Linked DNA regions of Rattus norvegicus: regions 2 and 3 are each linked to region 1. Evidence: chromatin contacts called from public Hi-C and HiChIP or PLAC-seq data. All regions are on one chromosome and are shown on one strand. Each heading gives the region's core, a stretch centred on a gene start, on an enhancer-like site or on the middle of the called end of the contact. The rest is flanking DNA. Distances are from core to core; before and after follow the strand shown. Region 1 overlaps Gnaq (G protein subunit alpha q). Region 2 overlaps Gna14 (G protein subunit alpha 14). Region 3 holds the start of Gnaq (G protein subunit alpha q).

What was found. A called contact is a pair of places that touch in the nucleus more often than the background predicts. HiChIP or PLAC-seq counts read pairs in DNA pulled down with a chosen protein or histone mark.
Region 2: a contact with region 1 is called in a Hi-C map of Schwann cells, with 8 times the contacts expected there. The contact joins two enhancer-like sites. A contact is called at or near these places in 10 of 12 Hi-C or Micro-C datasets (the Rat2 cell line, Schwann cells, frontal cortex and 6 more).
Region 3: an H3K27ac HiChIP or PLAC-seq map of oligodendrocytes shows a contact between it and region 1, with 5 times the contacts expected there. The contact joins the promoter of Gnaq here to the enhancer-like site in region 1. A contact is called at or near these places in 6 of 12 Hi-C or Micro-C datasets (the A7r5 cell line, the Rat2 cell line, Schwann cells and 3 more) and 1 of 1 datasets of contacts at active chromatin or transcription factors (oligodendrocytes).

The regions. Positions count from the first base shown.
Region 1 is chr1:223,053,586-223,057,741 of GRCr8, forward strand. All of the region lies in intron 5 of Gnaq (G protein subunit alpha q), which reads left to right. Among named protein-coding and RNA genes, the nearest start is that of Gna14, 86 kb to the right of the region's middle. Within about 2 kb of position 2,311, at least 34 of the 93 cell types and tissues checked have an H3K27ac peak or open chromatin away from gene starts, as enhancers often do. A contact at or near this core is called in Schwann cells, where this site is marked.
Region 2 is chr1:223,305,329-223,309,484 of GRCr8, forward strand. All of the region lies in intron 2 of Gna14 (G protein subunit alpha 14), which reads left to right. Among named protein-coding and RNA genes, the nearest start is that of Gna14, 170 kb to the left of the region's middle. Within about 2 kb of position 2,408, at least 5 of the 93 cell types and tissues checked have an H3K27ac peak or open chromatin away from gene starts, as enhancers often do. A contact at or near this core is called in Schwann cells, where this site is marked.
Region 3 is chr1:222,850,519-222,854,674 of GRCr8, forward strand. It overlaps Gnaq (G protein subunit alpha q), which reads left to right and starts at 1,935. Exons shown (of 7, transcript NM_031036.3): 1 at 1,935-2,165. The coding sequence starts at 2,030.

The DNA of each region.
Region 1 (4,156 bases), core at 1,061-3,560:
TGTCTACAGACATAGTAAAATACATAACTGTCGGCTATCAGATGTGAGCTGGGCAGTTGCCTTCGGAATTTTTACTGTTATGTCTCCCTGTTTCTCTTTTTTAAATCTGTACTTGTGCCTACGTGTTGTTCCATAGTCTTGGGAGACTATATCTTTACTATATTGCACACGTTAGACATTGTAAAGAGCCACTTGTTTCACTACTGTGATGTGGGGAGCCAGGATAGCAAAACAGACACAAAACTAGAAAAATTCACTAGAAGAAACTTAAAAAGTACACCTGCTTTTTTCTCAGAATAAGGCACATGAACAAAAGACAATATGAGTTACTCTGTAGATCTTTATTTCTTATATTCAGTTTGTTACCCACTAAGATAAAATTCACATGTGTCATCTACACAGAAGATGAAAGAAACACATATAATTCACACGTGTCCTCTACACAGAAGATGGAAGAAACACATATAATGCACACATGTCATCCACACAGAAGATCAAAGAAACACATATAATTCACACGTGTCCTCTACACAGAAGATGGAAAAAACACATATAATTTCATCCTTATGCTTTCATACTAGCAAAGGTGAGAACAGTGTCTTATCAGTGTATTTATACTTGGTAAATGCACTGTATCCACAAAGAACTGCATGTTGTGATTTAATGGCAAGCGATTTGCCTCTTTAAAATTAGCAAATAATCAAAGAAGTCAGTTCTCTAAATAACCTGTCATCTGAGTCTAGCACAACAGTCAAGTTCTTTGTTTATGTGATCATTATAGATTTCACCTGAACTCACAGAAATCGGTTGGCTGGCTGGCTGGCTGGCTGGCTGGCTGGCTGACTGGCTGGTATAAAAGTATATTATCAATCAGTGACTTTTTTTATCAGATGTCTTCAAATTTCTACTAGCATTCCATCATTCAGTCTCTAGGTGGGTGTTTTCTGTGAAAGCATGGCCCAGTTCCTTTGGTTCATAAGATGATTTACTATGCCACAGATTAAAATGATAAAGCTGTGTCCTTGTTTGCTTTCTGTTGCCATGACAAATGCCATGACCATCAGCACCTTGAGGAGGAAAGGGTTTATTTTATGTTACAGTTTATAGTTGATCATGAGAGGAAGTCAGAGCAGGAGCATGGAGGCAGGAACGTGGAGGCAAGAGCTGAAGCAAGAGGCCGTGGAGACATACTACTTACTGACTTGTTCTCCATGGCTTGCTTATGCCACTGAGGACACCTGCCCAGCGGTGATATCACCCAAAATGGGGCTGGACCATTTCTGTACATCAGTCATTAATTCAGAAAATGCCTACAGGCTATCTGATGAAGGTATTTTTCTGAGTTGAAATTCTGTTTTCTCTGATGACTAGTGCTTGGATAACCTGTGCTGTTTCTCTGTTAGATCTTTTAGTTCTGTGAGGTAAGTCAGACCCACTTTGGAGCTTTTTCTTGGGCTCTCATCAAGCCTGATGGTAGCCCTGGAGCTGATGTTTCAGCATTACAGGAAAGTACAGCCCATAGCCAGCGCCCCTGAGTGAGGCACATGCTCAGAAGCACACGTTCGTATTGGAGTGATCTGTTTAATTTTCAGTTGTAGTAAAACATGCAAATGTCATTACCTCTAACTTCTTAAACCACTAAAGTAATTCAGAACTATAGAATTCTGGTTTCTGAAACTTCCTGGTTTGGGTGGACAGAACAAGAATAAACTGACAGTTTGTTCTTGGTCTGAAATAGACTGCTCACACAGAGCAGACTTGACTGTGCTTACCTTGGTATATATTCGTGAGAGAAACCTGAGAGTGAGTGCTGTTAGCCTTTCTATCCTGCAGAACTATAGACAATGCACTGTAGACCACAAACAACAAAGCCATTCTGTAGAGGCTGGGGAGCTGATTGTTTGGTAAAGTACATCAGTCCCCAGAATGCACATAAAGCTGGGCATAGAGGCACATGCTTGTAATCTGAGAAGGTGGATACAGGCAGATGCCTGGGACTTTCTAGCCAGCTAAGCCAAGACTGTTTGGCTCGCCCCGGGCCTGTGAGAGAACCTAGCTCCCTTCTCCACCTACCTCCCTCCAAAAGGTAGATGGTAAATGCATGAGTACACACAGATACAGGGATGTGCAGGGAGAATGTTCCAGATTATTTCCGTTTAGTTGTCTTTTGGTTATTTGAAAACGTTGTTTATTAATCTCTGCAATTTTGCACAGATCTCCTTTTGTCTGTGCGAGTCTCAGCCTTCCTATTGTTTGGGGAATGAATGTCTTTCTCCTTTGTCTCCAAATAAGGAGATAAGCATGAACCAGTAGGCTAGACAACGAAGGCTATCGTGCTGCACTGCTTTCTGACTTCCCTTCCTCTCTTACGTTCCCCGTGTTAACAGACCAGCAGGCAGCCAACTGTTCTGCTGTAATCCTTTCACGGACACATTATTTCAGAGCCTCTGAGAGCCAGAACAAGACATAGCCCGCATGTATCACTGTGTGTTCAAACTAAGCTTTTAGTCTTTAACTGAGTTTAAACTCGCTTTCCAGTCTATGCCTGTACATGGTGCCCTCTCCACGATTCCTGTAAATATGTACATCTAACTGATTAGTCCTTTTGACTTGGTCATGCTGAATTCTGGTTTCTGAAACTTCCTGGTTTGGGTGAACAAAACAAGAATAAACTGACAGTTTGTTCTTGGTCTGAAATAGACTGCTCACACAGAGCAGACTTGACTGTGCTTACCTTGGTATATTATATATTCGTGAGAGAAACCTGGGAGTGAATTACAGCTTTTAAAACACAATTACTTGGTAATAAAATGATAAAATGTTTGCTACTTCTTTTTTAATTTAAAATTTTATGGTTTTATTGATCTTCATGTGCATGGATGTTTTGCCTGCATGGATGTCTTTGCACTATGTGCATGCATTGCCTGTGGAGACCAGAAGAGGGCATGGAATCCCCTGGAATTGAAGTTAGAGATGACTGAGCTGCCCTGTAGGTTTCAAAAATTGAACCCAGGGTGTGATGACGATTGGTGGTGGTGGTGGTGGTGGTGGTGGTGGTGGTGGTGGTAACAATGATGATGATGATGATGATGATGATGATGAAGATGAAGAAGAAGATGATGATGATAAAGGGTAGAATGTTTTAGAGAAGGAATCTACTCAAAGGTTACTGGGGAACTTCATTTAAGAAAAAAAAATCAGTGTTGGTCTCATAGAGTGTGATGTGATGAACAAGAGTCACTGGTGGCCACACTAATAGAGCTATATTGTTTTAGAATTAGGAACCCTAGGAATAGTCTATGGAGATGGCTCAGTAGGTGAGAGCAAGCACGAGGACCTAAGTTCAGATCTCTAGCATCTACATAAAAAGGCAGGTGTGGCTATGCATACCTGTAATGTTGGTGTTGTGAGGCAGAGACAGGAAGCTCTGTAGAGTTTGTGATGTCAGATTAGTCCAATAAGTGAACTTCCAGTTCAGTGAGAGCCACTGTCTTGGGGCAGCAGGGAGAAAATAAGTGATGGAGACCACTGACATCCTGCTCTAACTCCCACATGGCCATTGGCCCTCACACCTGTGCAATCACATACATGTATACAGCACACACATACATACATGCAGCAGTAAGACAGAAACTTACTTTCTGGGATACTGGACACTTAAGGTGTTGTACCTCAGAACTGTCCCTGACTAAGAAACAGGGAAGTAGAAAGAGTCCAGTTGTCCTGGTTGAGTCCTAGCCCCACTCACAGGCTGAGTAATCATGAACAGTGACTGTCTTTGTGTTAACTATTTTAATGTAAACACTTAAGATACTGGATAGGTCTTCCATTGCTGGAAGAGAGTGCATTCAGAAACAACCGAACGACAGAGGTTTTCCTGGTTTCAGAGGGCAGAAGGTGTGATAGCGTTCATAGTGGGGAGAACATGTGACAGATTTTTCATGGCACCAGACCAGAGAAACACAGAGATAGGAAAAGGAGATAGAGGTCTACTTCACCACCCAGACCCCACTTCTTAAGGAATCCACTCTCTTCAAAATAGGACCACAAGCTGGCAACTGGGAATTCAAAACATGAGCCTGTGGGGGACATTGCAGATTCAAACTGTAGCAGTGATGTTATTTGTAAGTAATATATAAACTACCTAGAACACAAA
Region 2 (4,156 bases), core at 1,158-3,657, 250 kb after region 1:
TGGCTCCTGTCAGCAAGCACTTCTTGGTATCAGCAATAGTGATTGGGTTTGGTGGCTACATATGGGATGATCCCCAGGAGGGGCAGTCTCTGGATGACCTTGCCTTCAGCCCCTGCTCCACTCTTTGTCCCTGTATTTCCTCTCGTGAGTATTTTGTCCTCCCTTCTAAGAAAGACTGAAGCATCCACATTTTTTGGTTCCTTCCTTTCTTTTAATACACAATTAAGCTTAGAATAGGTATGTGCATATGAATGCGAATGTCCACAGCTAAGATCACTTCCTGAGTTGAAGTTTCAGGCCCTTCGTTGTAATTAGCCTGATGTGAGTGCTGTGAACAGAAATGATGACTTCTACAGGAGCAGTAAGCCTCTTAACTGCTGAACCATCCCTTCTCTCCTTTTTGAGAGGGAAATTGAGCTTTGTCCTCCACAGAACCTGAATGGTGCAGAGTGTTTGCCAAACAAGGCATGCAGAGAAAGACTCTGGTGCACACAGCAATTGCCCTAACACACGTAACCATCTCTCTCCAGGCTGGAGGACTTCATGGTCACCCACCCACACATTCCTTCCTCTTTTTAAAATATAAATGTTGCTGTAAAATTATAAAAAAAATGCTGTCTTTTACCCTGCACTAGGTTTGGCACCGCAGTGCCCCAAGCTCTCTGGTAGACGTCTTCATCTCAGTCAGCAAAGCCTCTCACCCGCTCTGCTCCATCCCATATCACACTGCCGGTGGCTTCTCTCTGAGCCTGGCAACAATCTCTCTATCTATCTAGTTCCCAAGGCAGGCTGCCACCATGCCAGACATACGTATGTCTCCAGTCATCACACTCTCTTGAATTCAATTAAATCGCCACATGAAAGAACACACAACACAATAATAACCTCTGATCCAGTTGATAAGATATAATTGACCACTAGACATACAAAGCCCTGTACACATCCATCCCTTAAGAACATTCATAAAAACCCATGAATGTGCGGAGAGGAACCTTAACATCAGCCTCCATGGTCTCTCGGCTGCTTCTCCTACCTTCTCCAGTCTCCTCCCCTCTCTAAAACTTTTCTCCCGCCCATCCTTCCTTCTCGTCCAATGACAGGCCTCATTCTATCTTGTACCTGCCTTCACCTATATAATGACATCCTACATTTAACCCTTTTTGTCTAATTAAAAAAAACTTTTCTTTCAAATATAAGCTGAGCACAGCTATTATCATTTTGTAATTAAAAGCATAAAATATATCTAACACCCAGTCCAACACTTTATCAGTTAAACAGAACATTTAGTTATCCATTCCAGCTTAAGAAAGGCTTAAAATCTATGTTATATTCTGGCTAGCTTGTATACTATCTGATAGCTATCTAATAAGATATGCATTTTCAAAGTCAAATAGCCTGATAGGCTATGAGACTGTAATCAGTCTTCAACCCCATCAGAAATCTGAGAATGACCAAATATCTATACACATAGGAAGCCTAACACAGCTTCCAGAGCTGAGAGGTTGTAGAGACAAATCTCCACTAGCACAGTCCTCTGTTAGCCACATGTGAGCGCAAATCTTCAGCCTTCTGACCCAAAATCAACTGACAGACCCTTGAAATGCAGAAATCTTGAAGGGTTGATAATTCTGTCTTGGCAAAATTATCAGTCAACCATTCTGCATAAGGTGTCCCTTTTTGGACAGTATCAGTCTGTAGATGAAATAGGCAGTTTCTGCCTAGCCACAAAATATTACCTCACCTGGAGGTAGAAATGCTTATTTTCTTTGTTAAATCTAGCAAAGGAGAACTCTTTCTACCCCCCCCCCGCCCTTCTCTCCTTGACCCCTTTTTCCTTCTCTCCCCTTTCCCCTCCCCCTTTCCAGCCTCTCCATTGTCTGTATGTATGTATGTATGTATGTATGTATGTATGTATGTATGTATGTCTTCTATCTGCCCCTACTCCCTTCTCAACTCCCCTTCCCATGGCCTAAATAAACTCTATTCTATACTATACCACCTTGGGGTTGGTACCTCAGGGGGAAGGGATACCTCAGCATGGGCCACCGCGGAGGCACCCCTCCCACCTCACCATACCTTACCCTACCAAAATATATTCTGGTCTTAAAAAGAAAAAGAAAAGAAAACACAACACCCAATGGAGAATGATTCCTTCATAAAACAGACCCCAGATGAATGAATTCAGATATATAGAGGGGGACAGTGGTGTGCTACATGGGTGAATTTAATTATCCAGCTGTTTCCAGGGGTCACAAGCGTTTGTGCATGTGTGTGTGCATGTGTGTGTGTGGGGGGGGGGTCATAGAAGTGTTTAAAGCCCTGCAGATCATCTGGGTTCTGACCCAACAACTTGGCACTGTTGTGGTCAGTGTGAAAGGAGACGGTGTGACAGCCGAGGCTATGTTCCAGAAGAATGTTATTCACAAACTGAGTCAGGGGCTGGATTTGGTCCACCAGCTCCATTTTGACCAACTACACTGCAATCATTCATGTTTCAGAAGTCACTTTGGCAAAAGAGGTTTTGTGAGTCTCTAAGTAGCGTAGACATCACTCTGCCTTCAAGCAATTCCACTTCTTTTCCATTTGAGTACAGGCAGCCCGGTTTCCCCTGCCTCCTCTATACTCAGTGGACACTTTCGACCAACCCTGGCTCACTGAACTGTGTCTAGACGTGATGTCTTCAGCATCCAGACCCAGTTCACAGAACTTCTGCCCGATGTTCCCTGCTCTTTCCACTCTTCTGCGGGCATGGAAGACTCCAGGACCCAGGATGTTGTTAGAGTCACCTGCTGCTGTGAGCCTGGGTCCCAGAATAACAGTGTGCCGTGAAGCTTCTCGCCCCACCCTACAAGGACTCCCACTGGACTGGGCAGGGGCGTGAAACAAATGTCAGCGTTCCGTGGGTATCAGGGTACATATCCGGACAAAGAACAGACACTGAAAGAGAGGGAAAGAGCAGATCTTATGTTTGTTGGACTGAACTGTCTCCTGTAAAACAAACAAAGCTGAAACTAAGGCCACTCCAGAGCCAGACGAGGAGGAGCAAGTTGGTGGCAGGAAACCCTATCTGTCATGGGACACATCACGAGGCCTCTAGGCACATGCGGCCCAACTAACCCCAAAGAAGTGATCACAGGAAGGGCAGCTTTCTTCAGCCACATAGTGAGCCCTGCTTCTGGTGGGTTCCACTGTCTTGGTGGATTCAAACTGCCTTAGGTTTAAAATACTTAAAACATAAAACCCAGGGCCTGTTCTGAACACGCAGACACCTCCCCCGTTTAGTGTTTTCTGAGATATGGTTTCTCTGTATAGTCCTGGCTGTCCTGGAACTTACTGTGTACACCAGGCTAACCTTGAACTCACAGGTCTGCCTGCCTCGGCCTCTCCAGTGCTGGGATTAAAGGCATGAGCCACCATATGACTGTTTCTTTTGTCATCATTCCCTTCCAGGAGTATCTGGCCTTTAGAGATTGTCACATGACATCATCTACAAAAACCATGCATGGAAGTTGGGCAATCAGGTTACAAACCAAAACCAAAAACAACAACAGCAGCAACAACAACAACAACAACAACAACAACAACAATAACAACAACACCCTGTTTGTAGTAAGTTTGTGATTTCGGGTTAGGCTGTAGTCATAGCTGTCCTGAGTTGCATGTGTCCTATGGACCTCAGCCTGGACACAAGTGTCTAAGTAAGACATATAACAACTCGTGAAAGCATTTACATTGGTGGTTTACGGGGTGTGAGCAGGTCCTACAAAATGCTCTGAAATCTTAAAGAGGATCTTGGTCGTCCTTGGGATTTAGTATTCATGGGGTGTGGGGGTTCTGGAAAGTATTCCTGGAGAACACTCGGAGTCAACTACAAACTCAAGGATTGGAGTCCATCTTCCAGATGCTCTCTGATACCTTATGCCTTCAATGCGCTTCTCCATCCTAGAACTCGAAGGTTCTTAGGAGAAGGAGTGTCTTGCGAAATGTGGTGTAGCAGAGAATCCCTGCTCCCCGCCCCCATTTGGGAAGTGCTGTCAGTAATGGCCAGCACAGCCAGGTTTGTGGTGGCAAAGGTGTGAGGGGTTGTGTGAACAGCACCCTTCTTCCATCCCTCCGTATCCTCTGGTAGAAATATGAACCTATCCCTCTACCCATC
Region 3 (4,156 bases), core at 685-3,184, 200 kb before region 1:
TTAAGCATTTATTTTCACAGCAAGTCCTACCAGCTCTGATGGTATTCATAGAAAAGGGGTGAGAGGTTCATCTTCTTTGCTGTCTTGGCAAGACATCTTATTAAAAAGGAGAGTATAACATACAGACTTCAAGTCCACAACTCCATCTGAGTCCTGACATAGAGGATGGGTGTGTGTGTATGTGTGTGTGTGTGTGTGTGCGCGCGCGCGCGGGCGCGCGGTGCATCAAAGAAGTAGAGAATAAGGCAAAGCAGAGGGGAGACCTTGGAGTCTAAGACTTGTTTCACTCCTAATTTGTAGCAATGATTATGACCTTACATTGCAGCCTAGATCAATAGGGGCAGTTCATGGAAAGCACAACATGGGGAGGGCTCCACTTCTACCTGCAAAGGCAGGGAGAATAGTATGAATCTCCCCCTTGATGTTTAAGACACATTGAATCGAATGAACATTTTTTCCCCCCAAATAACCTTGAGTGATCAAGACTTTTTCTATTTATTAGTAAACCATCTCAAATTAGAAGTGTAAAAACCAAGTAGAATTTTGCTCCAATGGTACTAGTTTCTCCACTTTTTCCTATTTTATTCTCTCCCCTCCCCCTTTTCTTTGATACAATGTTTCATACTGCTCAGGAAGCAATTCTCCTGCCTCAGCCTGTCGAGTGTGGAGTTTATGACACACCATATCCGTCTCTTTCATTTCATTCTGTACTATTTGGAGATCTCCCAGAAATCATCCTTAACTGTCACGGTGTAGAAGGGTCAAGCTCATAATATCAGACTTTTTAACATAGTGTGCTGGTAGGGAAACAGAAATCACCTTAGTGACCGGAAAAGTTGGAACAGATCAGGAGGCTCTTGGAAACTTGGGTTTTTCTCTTCAGGATTCAGATTCCTATCTGGAGATACTGAGGACAGTTCCGTCCACAGATCTCTTGGTAACCCCCAGCGAGCCGGTGACAATCCTTTCTCTTTCCTAGTAAAGAGTATCCCATTTTCTAAGACAGATCTGGAGTCAGAGGCCACTTGAGGCAGTTTTTCCGGAATGGCGTTTTAGAAATAGGAAAGGGCAGCAGGGCTGTAGAGAGGCCTGGGGTGCAGCGCGTGGGCACCCATCAGGGCTCCCGCCGCGCCAGCGGCCGGAGGGCAGGCCGAGGACGCCATATTCTCGCCGACCACGCCCCGGCGGCCCGCGGCAGCCAAAGGACTGTGTTCGCCGGCCGGCCGGCCCCGCTTGAGCGGCCGTGACCGCTGCTCCCGGGCTCGCGCAGAGGGAAGCGGCGGGCGAGCCAGGCCGGCAGTCGGGGGCGGGGCGAGGAGAGCGCGAGCTGTCCAGGAGGGGCCTCGGCCCCGCCCCTTGCGCTGCGCCCGCCCCCTGCGCCCGCCCTCCTCCCGCCGCCGCCTCCCTCCCGGATCTGTGCTCCAGTTCAGAGAAAGGAGAAAATGTGTGTGTGTGGCGAGGGGGAGGGCGAGCACTGAGCAGCCGCGGCGCGCCTGGCAATCGGGCCGGGTGGGCGTCCGGCGGAGGCGGGGGCGGAGGCGGGGAGCGCGCGGCGGCCGGCTGCCCGGTTTGCGCGCGAGCCGAGTGGGCGCGGGCAGGCCGAGGGCGCCCGGAGCCGAGTCAGGCGGCGGCGAGGAGCGGGCGCGCCGGGCGCGCGGAGCCGTCGGCGGTCGCTCGCTGCTGGGCCGCCTCGGTGGATGAGCTCGGGCCGCTGGGCGCACAGCTTAGGGCAGCATCGGCAGCGGCGCCTGGAGGGCCGCGCGCTCTCCAAGAAGGCGGCGTGTGAGCGCGGCCGGGCGCGGCGGCCTTTCCTCGCGCGTCCCAGGCCCCCGGCCCCGCTCGTCCCCGGCCCGCCTGGGCTACGGGCCCGGCCGCCGTCCTCACCGCGGCTCCCTGAGCTCGTCCCTGACGCGCGCCCGGGCGGCGGGACTCCGCGGCCGCCGCTGCCTCGGGGGAGCGAGGGCGGAGGGCGTGTGTGCGCGCGTGTGAGCAGGGCGCCGGCGGGGCTGCAGCGAGGCACTTCGGAAGAATGACTCTGGAGTCCATCATGGCGTGCTGCCTGAGCGAGGAGGCCAAGGAAGCCCGGAGGATCAACGACGAGATCGAGCGGCAGCTGCGCAGGGACAAGCGCGACGCCCGCCGGGAGCTCAAGCTGCTGCTGCTGGGTGAGTGCGGCCCTTGGGCCCTGGTGCCCCCCGCCCCGGCTCGCCGCTGCCCTCCCCGCGCGCGTTCCCGGTCGGCACCCGCACCCGCGCGCGCGCACACAGGGGCCGAGGGCCGGGGCTCCGGAGCTGCGGTGTGCGCCTTCGGTGTCAGCTAGGGCCGTGCTCTGTGCGCCGCGTCTGCGGGACGGCTGAGCGTCCGCGCGAGCGGCGCGGGTGGGCGATGGCGTGCAGTGCGGTGGCAGGCCAGCGTCCATTGTGGCGCGTTGTAGGGTGGAGAGGGAAGGGTGGAAACGGGGAGCAGACTAGGGTCTGGATTCAGCTAGGAAAGGTGCTGAGGAAGCCTTGGCTGGCGCTCCAAAGAAACCCGGGTTAACGTACTGGGCAGGGGCGGGGCGGGAAGACTAGCCCAAATGTGCTCCACTGTAGCCACCAGGCCACTGACAGGAGTGACCCCAGAGAGTTGCATGGGCAGTGGATGGTGACAGGCGTCTCTTCTGCACCATTCCTTCTGGATAAAGATGAAGGATCCGGGAGTGTTGTACTGTGTGGTTGTTGACAGCAGACGGCTATCTTTTGTTTAATGAGGCGACCCAGATGTATGCCTGAATTCACAGCAGTTTCTACTGGAAACCAGCACAGCCTCTCAGTTACTCTCCTGGAAACAAACAGAAACCTTTTGTTTAAAACGGACATTTTAGTATCTTGCCATCTGGGCTCCAAGAAAAACGGGAAGAGTTCGAGAAAATTTCCCTCAGATCTCTTTTTTTTTTTTTTTCTAAATGACAATCCAACATTCTGCTTTAACACGAAATTAAGAAGAAAATGCTATTTTCAAATAGGAATTATATTGATTATTATCTCTGAGAGGATGTTTGGAATCAAGCGATCAGGGTTCATGTACAAGCTAGCATGACATAACTATTGCTACTGTGGTAGGAAGCATGAACTGCTTTGCAGGAACAGGCCTGAAAAATGTCTGCACTTGTGTTTATTTGTATGAGTAAAAATAACGCTTCTCAAACATTTCTGTAAGAAGAGGATATTGCTTCGTTGGTTGGGATTTGAGAAGTCCCCCCTCCCCTCTTTCTTTTCTATCTGGAGCAGTCCATCTGCTGGCTCCAGGAACCCATTACCTTGGGGACCGAACTGCTTATGTACTGGATCACTTATAGTCAGGAGCAAAATATCACAATCACAAATGGCTACCAATGCTATTTCCTTCCCCAGCGTAGGTTTTTTTTTTATTGAAATCCAGTTAGGTAAATGTGCACATATAAAGTGTTCATACAGTACAGAAGGCAAGGAGCTGAATAAAAAGGTGGGTTTTAGGGGAATAAGGCAAGGGGAGTGGGGAAATTGGGTAAGTCTACCACCCTCATCATTTCTGTTTCTTCTCATGGCTGAAAATGGAATGCCTTATCTTTTTCTTTCTTTCTTTCTTTCTTTTTTTTTTTTTAAATTGAGAAGGGAAAAGCAAGGGCAAGTGGAATAAATATACGGTGTTCCAGTATACAATTAAGAGGGAAAACATGTGTTTTAGAGATTTTTCTCTTAGACCTGGCTTTTAATTTTCCTTTGTTTACAATCTTCATATGTTTGTGTTTAGCTAAGAACAGGGCATTTGAGGTCTAGTTAACCAAACTTATTTGCCTGAAATTTGACAGCTCGAGGTTTCCAGGCAGCCATGAGTTAGGTTTGTCAGAGGGCCTAGGTTTAAATGCCTGAGAGGGGGATACACTTATAGAGATACTTAATTACATGCTGTTTATTTTAATAATATGCTATGCTTTAAAAAAAATGAACATGGGAATGATTTCCTGAGGGGAAATCCCTCCAGTCCTACTGCTAAAAATGTGGTCAGTGTAAGTGTGTGGCGGCCCTCCCTCACTGATTATAGATTGAAGCAGGCTTTAAACATGGCCCCACCTCACCCATCAGAGACAGACTGGTGGAGGTGGTAGAAAATTTGCTGTTGATTCAGCACCTGCATT